Linked DNA regions of Hordeum vulgare: all the other regions are linked to region 2. A link is a contact called in public Hi-C data. All regions are on one chromosome and are shown on one strand. Each heading gives the region's core, a stretch centred on a gene start, on an enhancer-like site or on the middle of the called end of the contact. The rest is flanking DNA. Distances are from core to core; before and after follow the strand shown.

Evidence for each region. A called contact is a pair of places that touch in the nucleus more often than the background predicts.
Region 1: a contact with region 2 is called in a Hi-C map of leaf, with 5 times the contacts expected there. The contact joins two enhancer-like sites. A contact is called at or near these places in 2 of 6 Hi-C or Micro-C datasets (leaf and seedling).
Region 3: a Hi-C map of seedling shows a contact between it and region 2, with 3 times the contacts expected there. The contact joins the promoter of LOC123401386 here to the enhancer-like site in region 2. A contact is called at or near these places in 3 of 6 Hi-C or Micro-C datasets (leaf and seedling).

The regions. Positions count from the first base shown.
Region 1 is chr6H:436,890,238-436,894,670 of MorexV3_pseudomolecules_assembly, forward strand. No RefSeq gene overlaps it. Among protein-coding and RNA genes, the nearest start is that of LOC123401386, 77 kb to the right of the region's middle. Within about 2 kb of position 2,489, at least 3 of the 3 cell types and tissues checked have open chromatin away from gene starts, as enhancers often do. A contact at or near this core is called in leaf and seedling, where this site is marked.
Region 2 is chr6H:437,757,917-437,761,991 of MorexV3_pseudomolecules_assembly, forward strand. No RefSeq gene overlaps it. Among protein-coding and RNA genes, the nearest start is that of LOC123405569, 58 kb to the left of the region's middle. Within about 2 kb of position 2,130, at least 3 of the 3 cell types and tissues checked have open chromatin away from gene starts, as enhancers often do. A contact at or near this core is called in leaf and seedling, where this site is marked.
Region 3 is chr6H:436,968,555-436,972,872 of MorexV3_pseudomolecules_assembly, forward strand. It overlaps LOC123401386 (lysophospholipid acyltransferase 1-like), which reads left to right and starts at 1,314. Exons shown (of 8, transcript XM_045095174.1): 1 at 1,314-1,710. The coding sequence starts at 1,409.

The DNA.
Region 1 (4,433 bases), core at 1,239-3,738, 870 kb before region 2:
ATAATACATTTCTTCTTTTGAATAGCTTCACGCGATGGTTGAGGGAGTGTACAATCATCGACATTTTTCAATATATTATTCAATAATACTTCGGCTTGTCCAATAGTTTGTTTCCTCAAAACACAAACAACACAACTATCTAGGCAGTCCCTAGAAGCGTCGGCTAGTCCATTATACAAGATATCAACTATTTCATTTTCTTAAGAGGATGATCACACAAAGCCCTAAGTAGCTGAAGGATCCTCCCCAAGCTTCAGGGAGATTCTCTTCTTCAATTTGCACAAACTTAAATATTTCCTGTAAAACAACTTATTTTTTATCAGCAGTAAAATATTTTTCAGTACAGTAATAAATCATATCCTGGGGCTACGCACACAACCAGGAGCACGAGTGAGGAACCATTTCTTAGCATCGCCTTTTAGCGAGAAAGGAAAAAAGGATTGAGGATATAGTAATAACACATATTTTCCAGTTGAGCAAACAAGATGACAATATCATGTAATTTAGTGAGGTGTGCCGCAAGAGTTTCAGTTTTATAACCACGAAAAGGATCAAATTCTAGTATAATGATTAACTCAGGATCACATAGGATTCGTGTGAAGAAGCAACCGCCGGTGAACAAGCATAAAAAAGCTTTGACGCCCTCGTCGAAGACACCGTAAAATGTTGCAACACGCAAAACACAAGTTGGAACCGACGTCCACTTTTGCTGGAAACGGCAAACATGGTCGCGGCCACCTCCCTGCACAAGCGCTGACAACAACAAAAGCGGGATCCGTGAGTATTTTGGTGTTGTTTTTGGTGCGTGGCATGGGGGTTTTTTTTTTGCTACAACTAAAATTTGATTTTGCTGGAATCAACACCTACAAAGGTGGGTTAGGACACAATGGAAAAGACCATTTTAAACTAAGAATTTGTAGAGGTCGGGCTGAATGAACCCTTAAGTCAAAATCTCGATCGATTGCACCCTGAACTATGCAATTCCGGTCTAAATCAAACCTTCGGGTCAGTTTCCAAACAGGGATTGTCGAGTGGCAAAGGATGACGGGAATTGGGCCGACCCAGTTCATCGAAGCGCATGATGCACGTTGTTGCTTTATTTTTTTTGTTCGTTATTTATATTTTTTGTTATTCTCTTATGGTTCTTTTTTCCTTTTTTATATTTTTATTTTCTGGTTCTTTTTTACTTTCGTTTCAAAATTTCTTTTCTGGTTCTTTTTTCCTTTCATTTTAATTTACCTTTTTTGTTTTTTTCTGGTTCTTTTTCCATTTTGTTTTAATTTTTCTTTTTGTTTCTATTTCTATTTATATTCTTTTCTTCTTGTGATTTTTTATTTTTTATTTTTACTGTTTCTTTCCCCTATATTATACGAAGTTCATTGTGGGTTATCAAAATATTCATTGTATATTTAGAAAATGTTTACGGTATATTACAAAAAAGTTTATCATGCATTATAAATGTCAATGGTATACTAGAAATTTTTCAATGAATATAAAGTGTTTCCCATGATTTTGAAAATTGTTCAACGTATATTAAAAATGTTCAATGCTTATTCAAAAATTGTTCAACACATATATTTATAGAGTTTGGTTCATATAATTGTTCACTAGTTTCAACAACATTCTATATTTCAAAATTTGTTCACTTTTTACAGAATTTTTTTAAAACATTTCAAAAAAATGTTGGATCTTTGAAAAATGGTTTACAAATTTCTTCCTGTTTCGCATAAATGTTCTCAAATTTCAAATATGTTCGTGGTTTCAATTTTTTGTTCGCAATTTGATGAAAAGTTCCATTTTCCAACTTTTGTTCAGAAATTCAAAAAACTGTTCGTAGTTACAATTTTTTGTTCATAAATTCTTGAAATGTTTCACTTTTAAAAATAGTTGTTCAAAAATTCAAAATATGTTCACAGATTCAAAATTCCATAATTTGTTCAGATATTCATGTTGCTGAAAAATTGTTCGGAAACTCAAAAGACGCCTGCACATTTTCAAAATACACTTTTTCAAAAAATAATACACTTTAAGAAAAACTATCATCACAGTAACTAATTCTAGTTCTCCACAATATATAATTGAAATTCGCTATACTAGAGCAGCTCAGTTGTACACTACGTTGATACTTTAAGTTGGGCGCAGCAATACGAACAAGAAAGCTTGTTTGGTGTAATGGCTATGTGCTTGCAGTTCGAAGAGGGAGGACTTTTGTTCGAATATTCACTTCTAGTAGTCTTCGAATTTTTCTATCTTTTTTCGTCTTCGAATTTTTCTATCTTTTTTCGTCTCGTGGTACAGGTTGATGGGCTGGCCCAATCGTGTTGTCTCTTGTGTGTGGTGTCTGTCTTCAAATTTTTCTATCTTTTTTCGTCTCGCGGTACAGGTTGATGGGCTGGCCCAATCGTGTTGTCTCCTGTGCGTGGTGTCGTCAGTTTGACGTAAATAGCATCAAACATGTCTTTTTTGTCTCGCGGTACAGGTTGATGGGCCGGTCCAGTCGTGTTGTCTTCTGTGCGTGGCGCCGCCAGTTTGAGGCAAAGAGCATCAAATAGGAGGTTCCAGGGTGTACGTCCTCTGGAATTCTTTTTTTTAAATGAAAAAAATAAAATGGACAGGTCCATCAAATGAATTCTGGTTGACATTTTTTAGGGTTCGATTTAGATTAGGATTGCAATCGACCGGAATTTATTTTAATGGTTTATTTCGTATGATTTCTATTAATTCAAGGTTTAAAATAAACTTTTTCTTGACAGAGGGCACGGGGTGCTGCATACTGGCACCCACCGTCGTCAACACCCGGTCTTTGCGGCGCTAGCGAACGGTTGTCTTTCGTTCCTATGGCAAGCTGTGACGTGACGCAGGCCCTATTTGTTTAAAGAGTTTTAGAACTTTTTTTAGTCCCAACTAAAAAGTCCCTAGTCCGTACTTGTTTGGTTTTAGGGACTTAACATGGATTAGAGGTTATTAAATGACATGCTAAAAGATCATGTTACCCCTATTAATGAACTAGAGGTTATTAAATGATATGCTAAAAGCAGGATCACTGTTGGAAAAAGTTCCAAAAAACCTCAAAAAAGACTCTCGCTTAGGGACTTCTTTCTTTAATCTCAAATACCCACTTTTAATCCCTAAAAATCCCTCCTGTTTGGTTTAGATGAAACTAAAATAGACTTTTTTAGCCCTTATAATAAAAAGTCCATGTAAACAAACACCCCCGCAGCTGCCAGCGGCCAAATCCAATGACATAACAGAAGCAGGGGAAAGCCGACAAGGAAGGAGGAGAAGACATATGAGGTCTCGGAAACTAAGAGACTGTTCGGTTTCTCTCCACTCCGTGGACTCTGCTCCCGGAGCAAAGCAGTTACACTTCATTTTAACGGAGCAGCTTACCGCCGGCTCCACAGGGAAACCGAACGGGGCCTAAATCAAACGGCTGTTGGCCGCTGAATCGGGCGATCGGTCGAAAGTTGGGCCGGTCGACGGTGCCTAGAACCCACCTTCTTGCCTTCCATTTTTGCGGGTCCAGGGACCAGGCATGATGGTCCCGGCTGAATGTTCCACTGCACAGCGGGTACTGGAGTACTAAATTCCGCACCCTCCTCGTGGCTGTCCGATCACCGTGTCGCACTCACCGTTGCCGCACCGCCGTACGCCTCGCCATTCAGTCGCCCCGCTTGCCGTTGCCGTTGCCGTTGCCGTTGCCGCTGCAGCCGCTGCGCCGCGCAATAATTTTGCGCCTTCATTTCTCAGGCGACCGGGCATTCATTGGCTCGCTGCCGGATCTGATCGGCCGCTCTGTCTGTCTCCTGCTCTGAACAACCTGGCAGCGGCAGGCCTTCTCTCCCGGCTTTATTGTGCACAGCGTGTCCAATCCAATCCATTCCACAGTGCCCTGCTCTCCCGCTCGCCCGCTCGCCCGCTCGCCTACGGTTCGCTTTGGGTGCGCGCCCGCGGCCGCGGCGCTACTCCTAAGTTGCTGGCCCCGGCAGTGCCAGATTCGGCGAATGCCTTCGGCGCCCCCAAAGTTTTCCGATTTTTCTCGGAGGGTAGAGTAGTAGCAACGGATACGCGTACGTTTCCTTTGCAGCGTTGTTTTGTTCCAATATATACTCCTATATCGGTGCTATTACGCGTGTTTGCTCATGCGTGCCCGACAAAAAAAAGGGTACTGGTCTGTACGCATACGGGCAAGAAAGGTTGGCCAGTTCAATGTGGTGGGACTACATCGTACTAGTCGAGACCTCGAGTGTATCGAGCTTGGCTAACACCGATATTTTCAATGTAAAATTAATTAGGGCTGATGCTGATGGGTACTATAAGCCATGACTTTGGAATAATGTACTCCACTATATATGTACTACTACGACGGAGGCGAATGAATAGTTTGTCTTCTAGTCTTTAGGCTCCTTTCTAGTTCAGGGCTTTTTCAAACT
Region 2 (4,075 bases), core at 880-3,379:
AACCAGAATAAGCTAGAGTGAACTTCCGAAGCCATGAGAAGGCAAGGTGCAACAGTACATGACAACCGTGAACTGGAATAATTTGGTGTTTTCATTTGTTTGCACTCTCTACGAGGTTATTTTGATATATGACATTATTTATGTTTAAGAAACGACTGCAATTATAGTTGGTGTCGAGAAATAAATTGTAGAGGCTTGTAAGGTCAATACTAATTTTTTAGACGACAAGCCCTCAAGTCACAGCAAACGATCCAAAATTCTGAGTTTCTGACAGCTATAGTCAACGGAATATAAATTGCAAAGCTCCAAGCTCGAGTTACAGGTTCTCGGGTGATAATGTAAATGAATTGCATGATTACAATATCCCAAATCGAAGCTGGAAACCATGCTTAGATTGGATCGAAAAGAAGTCAAGTTTGTTTCATCACGAAGGAGGGCCACCCCTTGCTAGTTGCTTTGATACGACAAGCTAAGCTCTCACAAAAGCCTAAAACAGAGTTACACAGTAGTGGCTACTACTACTAATTGCCAGCGAATGAGACAATGATAGATCTAGCACCAAAAAAATGAAGAACAAACTGGCTCCATTGCTCTACTACCTTCATATCTGAACTGCAAAAACGTCTCATATTTTAGTTACAGATGTACATGATTGATATTGCCGTACTCATCCTTTTTCGAACTTCGTATACAATAATCAGGAAAAAAAATCATCGAAAAAGGTTGCTCATGGAACGTAACAATGAGGATTTGGTGAAGCAAGCAAAGATATCAAGTCAGTCTTTGACTCACACGAAGTAGCATTTCAACAAGCACCACGTTCGTACTAAAACAAGAAAAATCAGGTGGGAACAAACACTCGCGCAAGAAAAGCAAAATCTCCTTTCAAAGCCATCCGAAGCCTATCATAATGAACTAAGATATCACAGCCCATCTAACCATCCAACCATAAGTTATTTTGCATTGTAGGAGTCTAATTAATAGCCTTAAAAACAAACTCGCGCGGCCGCCCGCACCGGGAGCTCCTACCTGCCGCATTATACGGCAGGGAGTCCTTCGGTCGCACAGGGCGATTGCCCGACTGGCCCGGCCCAGCTTCTTTTTTCTGTTCTTTTCCTATTCTACTTATTTCCTTTTTTTTATTATTTTTTGGTTCTTCTTTCTTTCTTTCTTTTTTCTTTTTATCATTTTTTATGGAAACAAACTAAAGTTGAATTCCCAATCATTTTTTGAAAATATGAACATTTTTGAAACTGTGAACAATTTTCAAAAATGCGAACAAATTTGAAAGCACAATTTTTTTTAAAATATTGTTCAAAAAAATAAAATTATAAACATTTTTTCTGAAAATTCTGAAAATTTTTTAAAATCCGAAACATTTCCTATAAAACCAAAATCATTTTTCGAATTTGAAGAACATTTTTGAAATCCCAGAACATTATTGGAAAAATACAGAACATTTTTTGAAAAAGAAACAGAAAATTAAAAGAATACTGAACATTATTTCAATTTCAGAAAAAATTTTAAAATTCCGGAACATTTTTTAAATTCTGGAAATAAAATCCGAAACATTTTTTCAAATTCAGGAATATTTTTCACAATTCTAGAACATTTTTATAAGATTCCGGAACATCTTTTCAAATTCCGAAATATTGTTCAAATTCCGGAAGATTTTTCAAATTCCAAAACATTTTTCAAATTCCCGAACATTTTTCAAATTCCGAAACATTTTTTCAAATTCTGAAACAATTTTGAAATTCCGAAATATTTTCTCGAATTCTGGATCATTTTCTTAAATTACGGAACATTTTTACAATTTCGGGATATTTTTCCAAATTCTGGAACATGTTATCCAGATCATTTTTAAAACTGAAACAAAAAAAGAACAGATAATCGGTTCAGGGAACCTTCTAGAAAGTTCCCAAAACCGGAGCCCAAACCCCATCGCTCGCTTGCACGCGAAACTACGACCACTTGCCGCAATAAGGGGCGTATAGAAAATTCCGTTCGCACCGGCAGCTCGTAGATTACGCCCATTGCACGAGTTAATGAGTCTCCTGCTTACACGGTCACTCGCGTGGCTCAGCCCACCAGCATGCTTGATGGCCCGCGCGTTCACCAAACGATGGTGAATCCAGTGACTCCTATACGGCGCTGCAGGTGCCGGTTTGCCCTCCGGGCGCCTGCAGCGCACCATGTTGGGCCGGCCCATCAAATAGTTCGGGGACCCTGCAGGCCCTGAAAAGATTCATTATTTTTTGAATAAATAAAGTACATCGATTTTGCAAAAAAAGTATTTCAAAAGGGCCAAATGTTGATAAATTTTTAATTTAATAATAATAAAATTTGAAAAACATTCATCACATTTGAAAAAAAATTAATAGGTTTTCAGAAAAATTTCAATGAATTTGAAAAAAGTTCACCGTAATTTTCAAAAAATCAACACAAGTTCATCAAATATGGAAAAAAGTTAATCGTTTTTAAAAAATTAACGAATTTAAAAAAGTTCATCGAAATTTTAGAAAAAGTTCATCAAAATTTATAAAAGGGATCATTAATGTTGAAAAAAAAAGTTCATCGAATTTTTAAAAAGTTCATCAAATTTAAAAAAAGTTCATTGAATGTGAAAAATTTCATCGAATTAAAAAATATTCATTCAATTTGAGAATAAAGTTCATTAAATTTCTAAAAACTACAATACAATAAGAAAAAAGTTCATCAATTTTGCCAAAAGTTTGGTGAATTTGAAAAAAAATCATCAATTGAAAGAGAAAGTTCACGAACTATAAAAAAATCCATGAATTAAAGAAAAGGAAAAGTAGAAGAAAAAAACAAAAAACAGAAGCAAAAAAACAAAAAGTAGAAGAAAAAAACCACAAACAGAAGCAAAAAACGAAAAAGAGAAGCAAAAAATGAAAAATAGAAGAAAAAAACGGACCAAAGAAGAAAATAAGAAAAGAGCAGAGAAAATTATTAATCAAATAGCGTACTGTGGCGTGGTGGTTAGTGCGTGTTAACCAGTGTTGAAGTCCAGAGTTCGATTCGCCACGACGGCAAGCCCTTTTTTTTATGCAGAAGGGAAAGAAAAAAATACTGAAATGGACCGGCCCAGTGCGGGTCGCTGCAGGCGTCCGTTAGCAGAATTGCATTGTAACGAGCGCCTGTAACGCCAAATAGGAATTCTGGGTGAATCCTCGTTCGCAAAAGGATGCTTGCAGGACGCAGCTATTTGAACTCGATCCATTTTGTTTTTGTCATACAGTTACTCGCGTGGCCCAGCTCACCAACATGCTTGCTGCCCGTGCGTTCATCAAACGATGATGAATCATATTTGATGCTTAAGTGCCCGTTCAGAAAACAACGCGTGCAGGGCATGGCTATTTGGGGTCGGCCCATTTTGTTTTTATTCCTTTTAAGGACATGTACAATGGTTGATAAGATAGTTTTATCTTAAATCTTGTATGTAATTTAGAAATGACAAAAAGAGGGTCTATAATGGGTTATTTTTTAGCCTTATCTTCTATAATTAGTTATTCTTAAAAACATGGTAAGACATATTGTGTGCTAAGAGATCATCTCTTGTCTTCTCTTAAATAAGAGAAGACAAAGCCTTTTTTTAGTTCTTTCTCCTACACCTCATCATTTATCCTATGCGGCACTTCTAAGATAGCACCATTATACGTGCCCTAAGCTAAAACAAAAGAAAACATTATTTATCTTATGTGACACTCCTAAAATAGCACCATGTTTCAAACCTGTGACCTCCCCGTCAAGGTTTGCTGGTGTAACCACCATGCCAACAAACGTGGTTGTGCTAACCTTTTAATATATACTCCATCCATACTATAATACATGACGTTTTAGCAGTTCATTTGAGCTGCTAAAACGTCATATATTATGGTACACAAGTAGTAAGTTTTTACTCGTTCTTTCTTCCTTTTTTCTCATTTTACCTTTTTGTTTTTTGTTTCTTGTTTTATTTTTGTTTTATTGTTTTTCCTTGCACAATGAAGATTTTGAATTCGATGAACTTTTTGAAAAATAGATGAACATTTAAAAAAATACATGAATCTCA
Region 3 (4,318 bases), core at 64-2,563, 790 kb before region 2:
TCCATCTGTACCGTGTTAAAAAAAACTATGAATTTGTACTTCCCTGCCCAAAAAAAAAGAGAAAAAAAATACCAACTTCCACTTGAGCAGATTATCATGAGTTCTTTTTTACATGAGTTCGTTATTGCGATTTGAACAAGAAACGCTTGAATGTGATATAATTTTTGGAAATGAAATAAAAGGCTCACAACGCATATATAATTCTACCTAAGTGCTGAAATTACAAGGCACGTCAGAAGCATCTCTTGAAATGTACGTATGCATGTACGGCATGCTTACACCGTAATTGCCACCCAAAGCTCAGCCAAACAAGGCTTACGCTTGGGATTACGATGAGTTCAATCAATTATTCTATGATATAAAGCCCTAAGGTTAGAATAGTCAAGTGTTATGCCCATGACTTCGTATATTGCTTCAATCATGTACTCGCTCCCTTACTAAATACTATAAGACTCTTAGAGATTTTAATATAAATTACATACGAAACGAATGAGTGAATGTGTATTTTAAAATAAATCTATATATATCTGTATATAGTTGATAGTGGAATCTCTAAAATATCTTATACTCCTTTATAAAAAATATAAGAGCGTTTAGATCACTGAGTATTTAGGAACCGTGGGAGTAACTACGAGTACTAGTGCTAAGAGCATCTACAACCGAATATAACAAATATGATCCTCTAAACATCCGCGGACGCGTTCGATTATTGACTAGGCATGTCCTCTATTTGTCTGTTCGTGCATTCATATCTTTCATTTTTTCTCATATGTTCGGTCACTTACACATGATTGATGATGAAGAAAAAGAGAAAAGAAAAAGAATGAATAAAGAAAAAAAAAGTTGGTCCAGGATGGAGCAGCCTCCTACGTAGCGGACTGATCGAAAGCGTGTGGGCGCATCCGCGAGCCCTCATATCCTTTCTATATTTGAAATGAATATGAGAGTTCGCGGACAGCCTGAATGTATAAAGATGATATAAAGAATTTGATTATGTCATTTTTTTTCTTTCTTTCTCTTATTGGATTACTGATTAGACACGTTTGTGGATGTATCAAGTTTGCTCATCACTTTTTCTTCTAATAAAGAGAAAGACGAAGCTTGCCTAGCACCCGCGTACGCCACGACAATGATTTGCCGATATCGTTGGTATTTGTCCAAATCTTCTCACTTTGACGTTACCAAGAGCCGCAAGTTTCCTGTCGCTTCGGACCGCCAATTCAACAAAGCAAAGGGGGCTGTGTGGAAAGATACCTTCCCAGGGCTTCCACGCCATCACACACAGCACATATACACGCGCGGCTCGCGAGCTCGCTTCATCATCAGAAAAAACCAAATCCTCTATTCCTGCATCGCCCGCATCTGTTCGCCCCCCTCTGCGGCGGCGGTGGCGGTGGCGGTGGCGACGATGGGGCTCGAGATGGAGCCGATGGCGGCGGCGATCGGCGTCTCGGTGCCCGTGCTCCGCTTCCTGCTCTGCTTCGCGGCCACCATACCCACGGGCCTCCTCTGGCGCGCCGTGCCGAGCGCCACGGGGCGGCACCTCTACGCGGGGCTCAGCGGCGCCGGGCTCTCCTACCTGTCCTTCGGGGCCACCTCCAACCTCCTCTTCGTCGGGCCCATGGCGCTCGGTTACCTCGCCATGCTCCTCTGCCGTCGCCGAGCTGGCCTCGTCACCTTCCTCGGCGCATTCGGCTTCCTCATCGCATGGTGAAACCCTCCCTTCCATCCACTTGTCTACAGGGTTCATATACCGATGCCTAGTTTCGGGTGAATCAGCAATACCGGATTCACAGTTTCTACGCCTTCATTTTGGGTAGAACAGGGCAGGAAATGTACAGTTAACAGCAGCTTGTTCCATTAGGAAACCAGAGGAGTTGTAGGCGGATCTGCAGATGTGGCCGAGCCAGAGTGTTGGGCCATCACAGGGTTAAACAGTAGTTTATTCTATTGGAAAACCACGGAACCGTAAGTGAGCATGGAGCTTTTGATGCTTCTGATGTCGTTGGAACTGCAGCATGGACGGTTTCATGTTGGAGAAATGATTTTCAACTTTTCTCTGGCTAGCCATGTGGTGCTATTTATGATTAATATTTTCAAGGAAAAAACAAGATGTTGTATTATCTCAGGATGAAATTTCTTCTATGCCTGCAAAATTTTGGATGTGTGATCTCGTAAAGATTGCAATGAATACATATGATGTGATTGTTGAGATTTTACCTAATCACCTTACCAATTCCTATTAGAGAACTTATTGGTTTTGTGCTCATGAACCATTAGGGCCAATTTTGGATTGCATGCCTTCAATGAATCTTTTAATGTTAGTTACATTCTGTACTTCATGGACCACTGTGTTTTTTTGACCTGGTGGATCCCTGTGTTTGCTAATTTATCTGCCTTTCTAGCCAGTTAAACCTATGCACACATCCATAGTTGAGGAAGCGAAAGGGAAACCATTTTTCATCTGTACTGCGTGAGATTTTAGTGTTATTTCACCCCTTGTTTCTCACGTGAATCGGTTCTTCCGTTGAAAGGTTAAGTTTGTTTTGGCGGTACTATGATGCGATTATGATCTGTCACATTGAGGGGTTGAATTAATATGACCTATATTTGTTTAGAAGGAAATTAAGGGAAGAAAGAAAATAGTTCCCATCCAAATATCCCTGACAAATAGTCAATCCAGATAATTGATTCTGTTTGTTTCACTTAGAAATTATTTATTTCTAGCTGGAGTCATCCAAACCTACACATTTTTTCATCAACTTAATTAAATATTAAGACATGCCATGTCTGAAGATGGTTATTCCATAACCAAACACACAGGCTTGATACTAGTGATGTTTTATTCACCCAGCGAACTTATAGTTTAGTATTTCAAACTGCCTCAATGAAGTATGAATGCAGGCATCGTAATCCTGTTCCATTATCATTGATATTGATGTTCTGTCCCATTAGGCTCTGACTGAAATTTACCGTAAATAGATAGGCGCAGTTATTCTTTTATTCCCTAGTTATTAGTGTGAATCAGTGGCAACGAATGTTGAGCGGTAATTCTAGTTCCGTTCTTGTCAATATTAATGCCTCCTCACCATCCACTTCAACTTCGTTCTCTTGTTTGGTGCAGTTAATTTTTGTGTTCACTACCTAGAAGTTTAAATTAATGGACACAAGTGTCTGAGTAATCATTCTAATTAGTAATTATATTCTTATCGATGTCCATGCATCCCAACCATCCTCTTCTACTTCATTTTCTCAAATGGTGCCAAAGAAGGTTTCCCAGGTTTTGCTAGGCTACCTATTTCTTAATGGGTCTATTGCATTGCATAAGATTTGGTTCCTGTTTCATCCCCTAAGTTACGGATTATATTAATTCGATCATCCTTCATATGGAGTTCAGTATCCACTTTGTCGGTATAGCTTGTGTCGGACAAGGCACCCATATAGATTATCTAGATCCAAAATCATGACCTTTAAAATGCGCTAATGAAACACTTCTTCTTTCCATTTTAGTAATTCTTTATTTGGCATCTGTTGTATATCATCCAGACAACCTAAAAATAACAAACACTTAACAATCAGTCTAGTTCCATGGGCAGCCATTTGCTATTGAAGATGATGGTGTGTTCGTTTAAATCTTTAAATGTGTAATTGATTCTAAAAAAAATATCCATGGATGCGATCCGGTCTTCCGTTCGTAACATTGCAATGTAATATTAATATAGATTAGGATTTTCTTGTGTAGTCTAAAAATAAAATGTTTCCACTAGCACCGTCATTCTGCTAGATCAAATTATGCTAATACCAGCAGGCTTCCTTGACACAATCTCTTTATCCCACACCATAAGCTTTAGAGCACTATTGGATAGAAGGCCATCAAAAGTGGGCTAAGAAGAAAGCTAATTCAAAAAATGGGCATTAGATTCTACCGCCATGCACTACTGAGAAGATTAGCCGCAGAGCGCCAAAATCCTAAGTATCTTCTTGACATGATCAATGCCTGTCTCGTGCCATGTTAGCCTTCTTGTTGGTTCTGCTACAATACCAACGGTGGCACTAATATTTGTGGTTGTTGCAGTCACTTGCCTGTTTCTTCTATGGTTATTCTGTATCCTAAGTCTGTTCCTTCTCCGAATTTCTGCTCTTTAACGAATGGATATGACTCCTGGTCTCCCCTATGTGATATTTTTCTAGCGTTTTCCCTTTTTACACAACCTAGGTGTTAGCCAACTTACTCTGAGCAGTATTCGTTTTAATGTTCAAGCTAGATTTGACATGTAGTCTACTTGCATGAAGAATAAAGTGGTCATATATTGTCGGC